Linked DNA regions of Zea mays: region 1 is linked to region 2. The links are chromatin contacts, called in public Hi-C maps. All regions are on one chromosome and are shown on one strand. The core of a region is the stretch at or near the end of the contact, and the rest is flanking DNA. Distances in the headings are between cores, read along the strand shown. Region 1 holds the start of LOC100193538 (Cellulase (glycosyl hydrolase family 5) protein). Region 2 holds the start of LOC100285057.

Evidence for each region. A called contact is a pair of places that touch in the nucleus more often than the background predicts.
Region 1: a Hi-C map of tassel shows a contact between it and region 2, with 2.2 times the contacts expected there. The contact joins the promoter of LOC100193538 here to the promoter of LOC100285057 in region 2. A contact is called at or near these places in 2 of 25 Hi-C or Micro-C datasets (leaf and tassel).

What each region holds. Positions count from the first base shown.
Region 1 is chr10:128,041,258-128,044,571 of Zm-B73-REFERENCE-NAM-5.0, reverse strand. LOC100193538 (Cellulase (glycosyl hydrolase family 5) protein) reads right to left here and starts at 1,731. Exons shown (of 4, transcript NM_001138649.1): 1 at 1,284-1,731. The coding sequence starts at 1,688. LOC103641766 (pentatricopeptide repeat-containing protein At1g08070, chloroplastic) reads left to right here and starts at 1,313. Exons shown (of 1, transcript XM_008665099.4): 1 at 1,313-3,314. The coding sequence starts at 1,862.
Region 2 is chr10:127,803,452-127,806,621 of Zm-B73-REFERENCE-NAM-5.0, reverse strand. It overlaps LOC100285057, which reads left to right and starts at 1,769. Exons shown (of 4, transcript NM_001254887.2): 1 at 1,769-1,947; 2 at 2,567-3,115. The coding sequence starts at 2,571.

The DNA.
Region 1 (3,314 bases), core at 482-2,981, 240 kb before region 2:
TCAAATAGCACTAATGAGATCCGAGGCATTCAAGTTTCCTTTTTTTGTAACGTTTGGACTTGTTAAGCAACCTGTTTTGGCCAAAAACAGCGAGTTGCTGGTTTAGCTATACTTCAACTGATCCATGACATAATCTTGCTTGAGAGAGTATAATAAAGGCAGTCACTTGTCCATTATTGTTAAATTCGACTTCATTTTGGTCATACAAGAGCAGCAATTCTGAATACTACTACTATGCTGAAAAAACAGTTTATTTGAGTTCTTTTCCTCAGTATAATTTTTGTAACTTTGACCAAGTGTACACAAAGTGCACTAACATGACAACACCTGCCGCATCCAATTAATTTCATCAAGTATTTTTATAGTGCATTTATCTGGCATTGTTGATACTATACATTTTTTTTACAAATTTGATCAAACCCAGATAAGTTTGACTTAACAAAAATCACTACTTGCCAATTCAAAGCCAAGAGAAAGAAGCTATATCCAATTATTTTCCTCGTTCTCACTTGGGCCAGCACCGGTCACATTAACAGTTACAGTGCTTTTGCAGGGCGGGAGCTGGTCGCCAGGGTTCGATCGCTGCTCCTACAATGCCTTCCAAAGAAGGCCAACTTAAGTAACCCTTATCTAAAAAACATCAACAGATCGGCACTAGAATCAATTAACCATAAAATGTGGACCATATGCATATGTTTGGAGGTTGGCTTCAAGGTTTTAATAGTGTGTTGAAACCAGTGTTTTTACTTGTAGCGGCGGTGTTGTGTTGGGCGCTCTCGATCGGTAGAAATAACATAGTTTTTAGAAAAAACTCTCTTTTGCAGGTTATCTATTTGGTCACACGGAATCTTTCAAGTTAGGTTATCCTTCAGCGAGAGGAGATGTGACCGTTGGTTGTGGAGGGATCATAACTCTTGATGTGGACGACCATAATATTTTTTTTTTCGGTCGCATAGGTGACAATCTAGTCTTCGGATTGATTGTCGCTAGCTTGGGGATGCTGCTATATTTATGTCTGTTTTTCTTTTTCCTGTTAGGTTGCCTATGTGCATTAGGCAGAGACTGACTGAAAGTATCAAGTCTTTGTATTATGTATCACTCTTGATAACCTTTTTATAAAGCTTCTTTTATGGAAAAAATCAACCGCGCTTGATTGGTAGTGGCACAAAATTAAAATTAGTCGAAAGAAGAAATAGAATCTCGATTAAACCAACAATCCTGGTTCTTGAGCAATAACTAAATACAAATTTGAGTGCTCCACTGAGCGGGAAAAAAACACGTACCCGGAACACGTCGATGAGGGGCAGGTCGAGGAGCGCGGGGTTGTTGACTCTGACGCCGGCGACGGACTCCAGCATGCCTAGGCGCTCCAGCGACCACCGCAGCGGCAGCGAAGCTAGCGTGGCGTTGGTGACGAGGTAGGTCGGCCAGGTGAGCCTGACGCAGTTGAACCCCATCGCTGCCACGCGCGCTGCGATGTCCGACACGGGGCGCCGCGCCAGGCCCTCCGCGGCTGCGGGCTCCAGGTGCGAAGCCCAGTTCGCGCACGCCAGCTTCACGCGCCGCCCATCCACACCTACAATCCACCGCGACGCCGTCGAGAGCGGCAGCGCCAGGAGCGAGGCCGCTGCCGTGAGCGCGGGTAGGAGGAGAAGGGCGAGGAGGAGTGGAGAGGTGGAGGCCGCCATGGTGATTAGTTGTTGTGCGGAGACGCCGGAGACTAGAGGCGGATCCGGAATTTAAATGGAGGACAGGTATCTCTATCGTGTGGGCCCAGATATCAGTGTCTCACGCAGAGGCAGAGACCACTTGGATAATAATAACCAACGATAAGCAGTTAAACCCAAGCAAGGCATCTCGAATGGCCACCGCCGTCCCCACGGCGGCTCTCCCCACACCGGGCCGCGCCGGGCCGGCGCCGCCACGTGCTCCACTCCGCGCAGATCCTAGCTACTTGCCACAGCTCCACGCGGCACTAATCAAGTCCGGAGAGCTCACCGGGTCGGCCAAATCCTTCCACTCCCTCCTCGAGGCGGCCGCGGCCTCTCCGACGCTGCTCCCCTACGCGGTCAGCCTGTTCCGCTTGGGCCCGCGGCCGCCCCTTTCGACGCCGTGCTACAACGTCCTTATGCGAGCTTTCCTTCACGCGGGCCACCCGGAGGACGCCCTGCACCTGTTCATCGAAATGCTCCACGCGGCTTCGGCCTGCCCCGCTGATCAGCACACCGCCGCCTGTGCCCTCAAGTCGTGCTCCAGGATGTGCGCCCTGGACGTAGGGCGCGGCGTCCAGGCGTACGCCGTCAAGCGTGGGCTCGTGGCCGATCGGTTCGTTCTGAGCAGCTTGATTCATATGTACGCGAGCTGTGGCGACGTTGCGGCGGCACGGCTTGTGTTCGACGCGGCGGAGGAGAGTGGCGTGGTGATGTGGAACGCGATCGTCGCGGCGTACTTGAAGAACGGAGATTGGATGGAGGTGGTGGAGATGTTTAAGGGCATGCTTGAGGTTGGTGTGGCCTTTGATGAGGTCACATTGGTGAGTGTGGTCACGGCATGCGGAAGGATAGGTGACGCGAAGCTTGGCAAGTGGGTTGCTGGACATGTGGACGAGGAGGGGCTGGCGAGGAACCCGAAATTGGTGACCGCACTGATGGACATGTATGCCAAGTGCGGAGAGATTGGTAAGGCACGGAGGCTGTTCGATGGGATGCAGTCCAGGGATGTGGTTGCTTGGAGCGCAATGATCTCAGGCTACACGCAGGCAGATCAATGCCGAGAGGCGCTCGGTCTTTTCAGTGAGATGCAGCTTGCAAGAGTTGAGCCGAACGATGTGACCATGGTAAGCGTGCTCTCTGCCTGTGCTGTCCTGGGTGCACTTGAGACAGGGAAGTGGGTGCATTCCTACGTAAGAAGGAAGCGCCTATCTCTGACAACTATTCTCGGCACTGCACTGGTGGACTTCTACGCGAAGTGTGGATGCATTGACGATGCGGTTGAAGCGTTTGAGTCAATGCCTGTGAAGAACTCGTGGACGTGGACAGCCTTGATAAAGGGCATGGCAACCAATGGGAGGGGCAGGGAAGCGTTGGAACTCTTCTCGTCAATGCGCGAGGCCGGGATCGAGCCCACAGACGTGACATTCATTGGTGTCCTCATGGCTTGCAGCCACAGCTGCCTGGTTGAAGAGGGCCGCCGGCATTTTGATAGCATGGCTCGGGACTATGGCATTAAGCCAAGGGTTGAGCACTATGGATGTATGGTGGATCTGTTGGGGCGGGCCGGTTTGGTAGATGAGGCGTACCAGTTTATCAGGACCA
Region 2 (3,170 bases), core at 520-3,019:
ACCGTATCGCAGGAGCATTTAATACAAGGATCGACTGACACCTTATCCTGACGCGCGCTCCTCAGTCGACAGGGCCGAAGTGACCGCAATCACTTCGCCGCTCCACTGACCGACCTGATAGGAAAACAGTGCCGCCTGCCCTGCTCCGACTGCTGTGCCACTCGAGAGAGTGAGGCTGACAACAGCTAAGTCCAGCCTCGGGCGCCATAGGAAGCTCCGCCTCGCCCGACCCCAGGGCTCGGACTCAACCTCGACCTCGGACGACGGACTCTGCCTCGCCCGACCCCAGGGCTCGGACTCAGCCTCGACCTCGGACGATGGACTCCGCCTCGCCCGACCCTAGGGCTCGGACTCAGCGTCGACCTCGAAAGACGGTCTCCGCCTCGCCCGACCCCAGGGCTCGGACTCAGCCTCGACCTCGGACGACGGACTCCGCCTCGCCCGACCCTAGGGCTCGGACTCAGCCTCGACCTCGAAAGACGGTCTCCGCCTCGCCCGACCCCAGGGCTCGGACTCAGCCTCGACCTCGGACGACGGACTCCGCCTCGCCCGACCCCAGGGCTCGGACTCAGCCTCGACCTCGGAAGACGGTCTCCGCCTCGCCCGACCCCAGGGCTCGGACTTGACCTCGACCTCGGAGGAGCCTCCGCCTCGCCCGACCTCGGGCTCGGACCGACCACGTCACAGGGGGGGGGGGCATCATTACCCTACCCCTAGCTAGCTCAGGCTACGGGGAACAAGACCGGCGTCCCATCTGGCTCGCCCCGGTAAACAAGTAATGATGGCACCCCGCGTGCTCCATGACGACGGCGGCTCTCAGCCCCTTACGGAAGCAAGGAGACGTCAGCAAGGATCCGACAGCCCCAACAGCTGTCCTTCCACAAGGCTCAAGCGCTCCTCCGACGGCCACGACATCACATGAACAGGGTGTCAAAACCTCTCCGACTGTCACGACGGCATGTACTTAGGGCTCTAGCTCCTCTCTGCTAGACACGTTAGCACACTGCTACACCCCCCATTGTACACCTGTGCCCTCTCCTTACGCCTATAAAAGGAAGGTCCAGGGCTCTCGTACGAAGAGGTTGGCCGCGCGGGAGAACGGGCTGGCGGACAGTCTCTCTCTCTTTCACTCTCCCTCGCGGACGCTTGTAACCCCCCTACTGCAAGCGCACCCGACCTGGGCGCAGGACAACACGAAGGCCGCAGGTTTCCCCTCTGCTGTTTCTCCCCCCTTTGTGCTCCGTCTCGCGCCGACCCATCTGGGCTGGGACACGCGGCGACAATTTACTCGTCGGTCCAGAGACCCCCCGGGGTCGAAACGCCGACACTACTCGTCACCATGTGAGCGTACAGACACAAAAAAGATCTGACACACATGTACAGTGTATAGAGCACCCTCTATAGATAGCGCACACATGCCATCCTCTAAATTTTAGAGGACTTTTTAGAGTCTTTTGTTGGAGGGATAAAGGACCTGACCATCCCCTACATTTAGAGTATAAGACCCTTTACAAGTTGCTGCTGGAGTCAGTCTTAAACCAAACACCCCCTATATATTTCAGAGGAACCACTATGCAAATAGGAAGGTGTTCTAGCATGGTCTGATTGGCTGAGGCAATGTATACCGAAGAGTTCGAAAGAAGGCCAAAAAAAACGAAGAAAGGATGAGCCAGGTTCATGGGCGGCTTTCTGCCTTTCCGTTAGTCATGCGCGTGAAGATATCGGCCCAGTAGCCCTCGCGGAGAAGCAAACTGTAAACAGCCCAGAAGGAAAATGATTGCTTCCTGCCTTGGTGTTTTTCTTCTCCCGTTCAAGTCGCGTGCCACTTTCTTCTCTCGTTCACCTCGCGTGCGCGAACCAACTAGGGCGACCGCTGCCGCCCTACGGCCTACGCCCAGCTGCTCAGGTCTTATTCGGGCCTTTGGCGGCGAGAACCGACCCCGCCAGGTATGCCCGCTCCTTCTCTTCCCTTTTCTGCGCAAAACTGAGGACCCGAACCCTAACTTCAGCTTGTTGGCTATTTGTATTCGGATCTGATAATCACAAGTCTATACATGTATTAAACCTTTTATCGGGGTGTAGGTGTACACTCATGTCCTTTATTGGACATGCCTCTGATTTTATGTATCCAGATTCTACTTATGGATTTTCAGGACACAACATCTAGGTTTAGTTAGATGATGCTTTTTTATGTCGTTGTAGTGGGAGATGTGTTTGTATTATTCTTTTTTATGCTCACTTCTTTAGGATTCATGAATGAAATGTTTACATACTTGCATTGATTGCATCAATGCAATGTTTTTTTTCCTTGGATAGGAAGCTCACCGTTCCAGCTCCTTGATACATGTAACATGTCCTGGAACATGATGTACGAGCTAAATATGTAGTAGGATAGTAGGAAGTAGTTGCAATCTTTAAAATAAAATACTGAGTGTAGTGTTTGCTAAACGCTTTTCTAATCTCTGGCAGTGCCATGTTAATAGACCTGGTATGTGTTTATTTGTTAATTGCATCTGTTGAAAGCACCTTTTGTTTTCATCTTCATGTACAATATTTGTATTTTCAGGATAATGGCTCACCGTGGACACCTAGATGGACTGACTGCCCAAGCTCCAGCACTGATGCGCCATGGTTCCTTCGCTGCAGGCAGCCTTTCTAGCCACTCACCTTTGGAGTCTTCATCTACACTGGAGATGCTGGAGAACAAGCTTGCCATGCAGACTGCAGAAGTGGAAAAGCTTATCATGGAGAATCAGCGGTTAGCATCAAGCCATGTGGTCTTGAGGCAGGACATTGTTGATACAGAGAAAGAGATGCAAATAATCCGCACCCACCTAGGTGAAGTTCAGACAGAGACTGATTTGCATATTAGAGATTTATTGGAGAGAATTAGATTAATGGAGGCAGACATACATAGTGGTGATGCGGTGAAGAAGGAGCTTCATCAAGTGCATATGGAGGCAAAGAGACTTATTACTGAAAGGCAGATGCTGACCCTTGAGACAGAGGATGTGAATAAAGAATTACAGAAACTCTCTGCCTCTGGTGACAGTAAAAGCCTTCCTGAATTGCTAGCTGAGCTAGATGGGCTAAGGAAAGAGCATCTTAATTTACGGTTTGTGACAATGTTCCTTCTTACATTTTTTGCAATTGCCTGAGCTTTGTGTTAA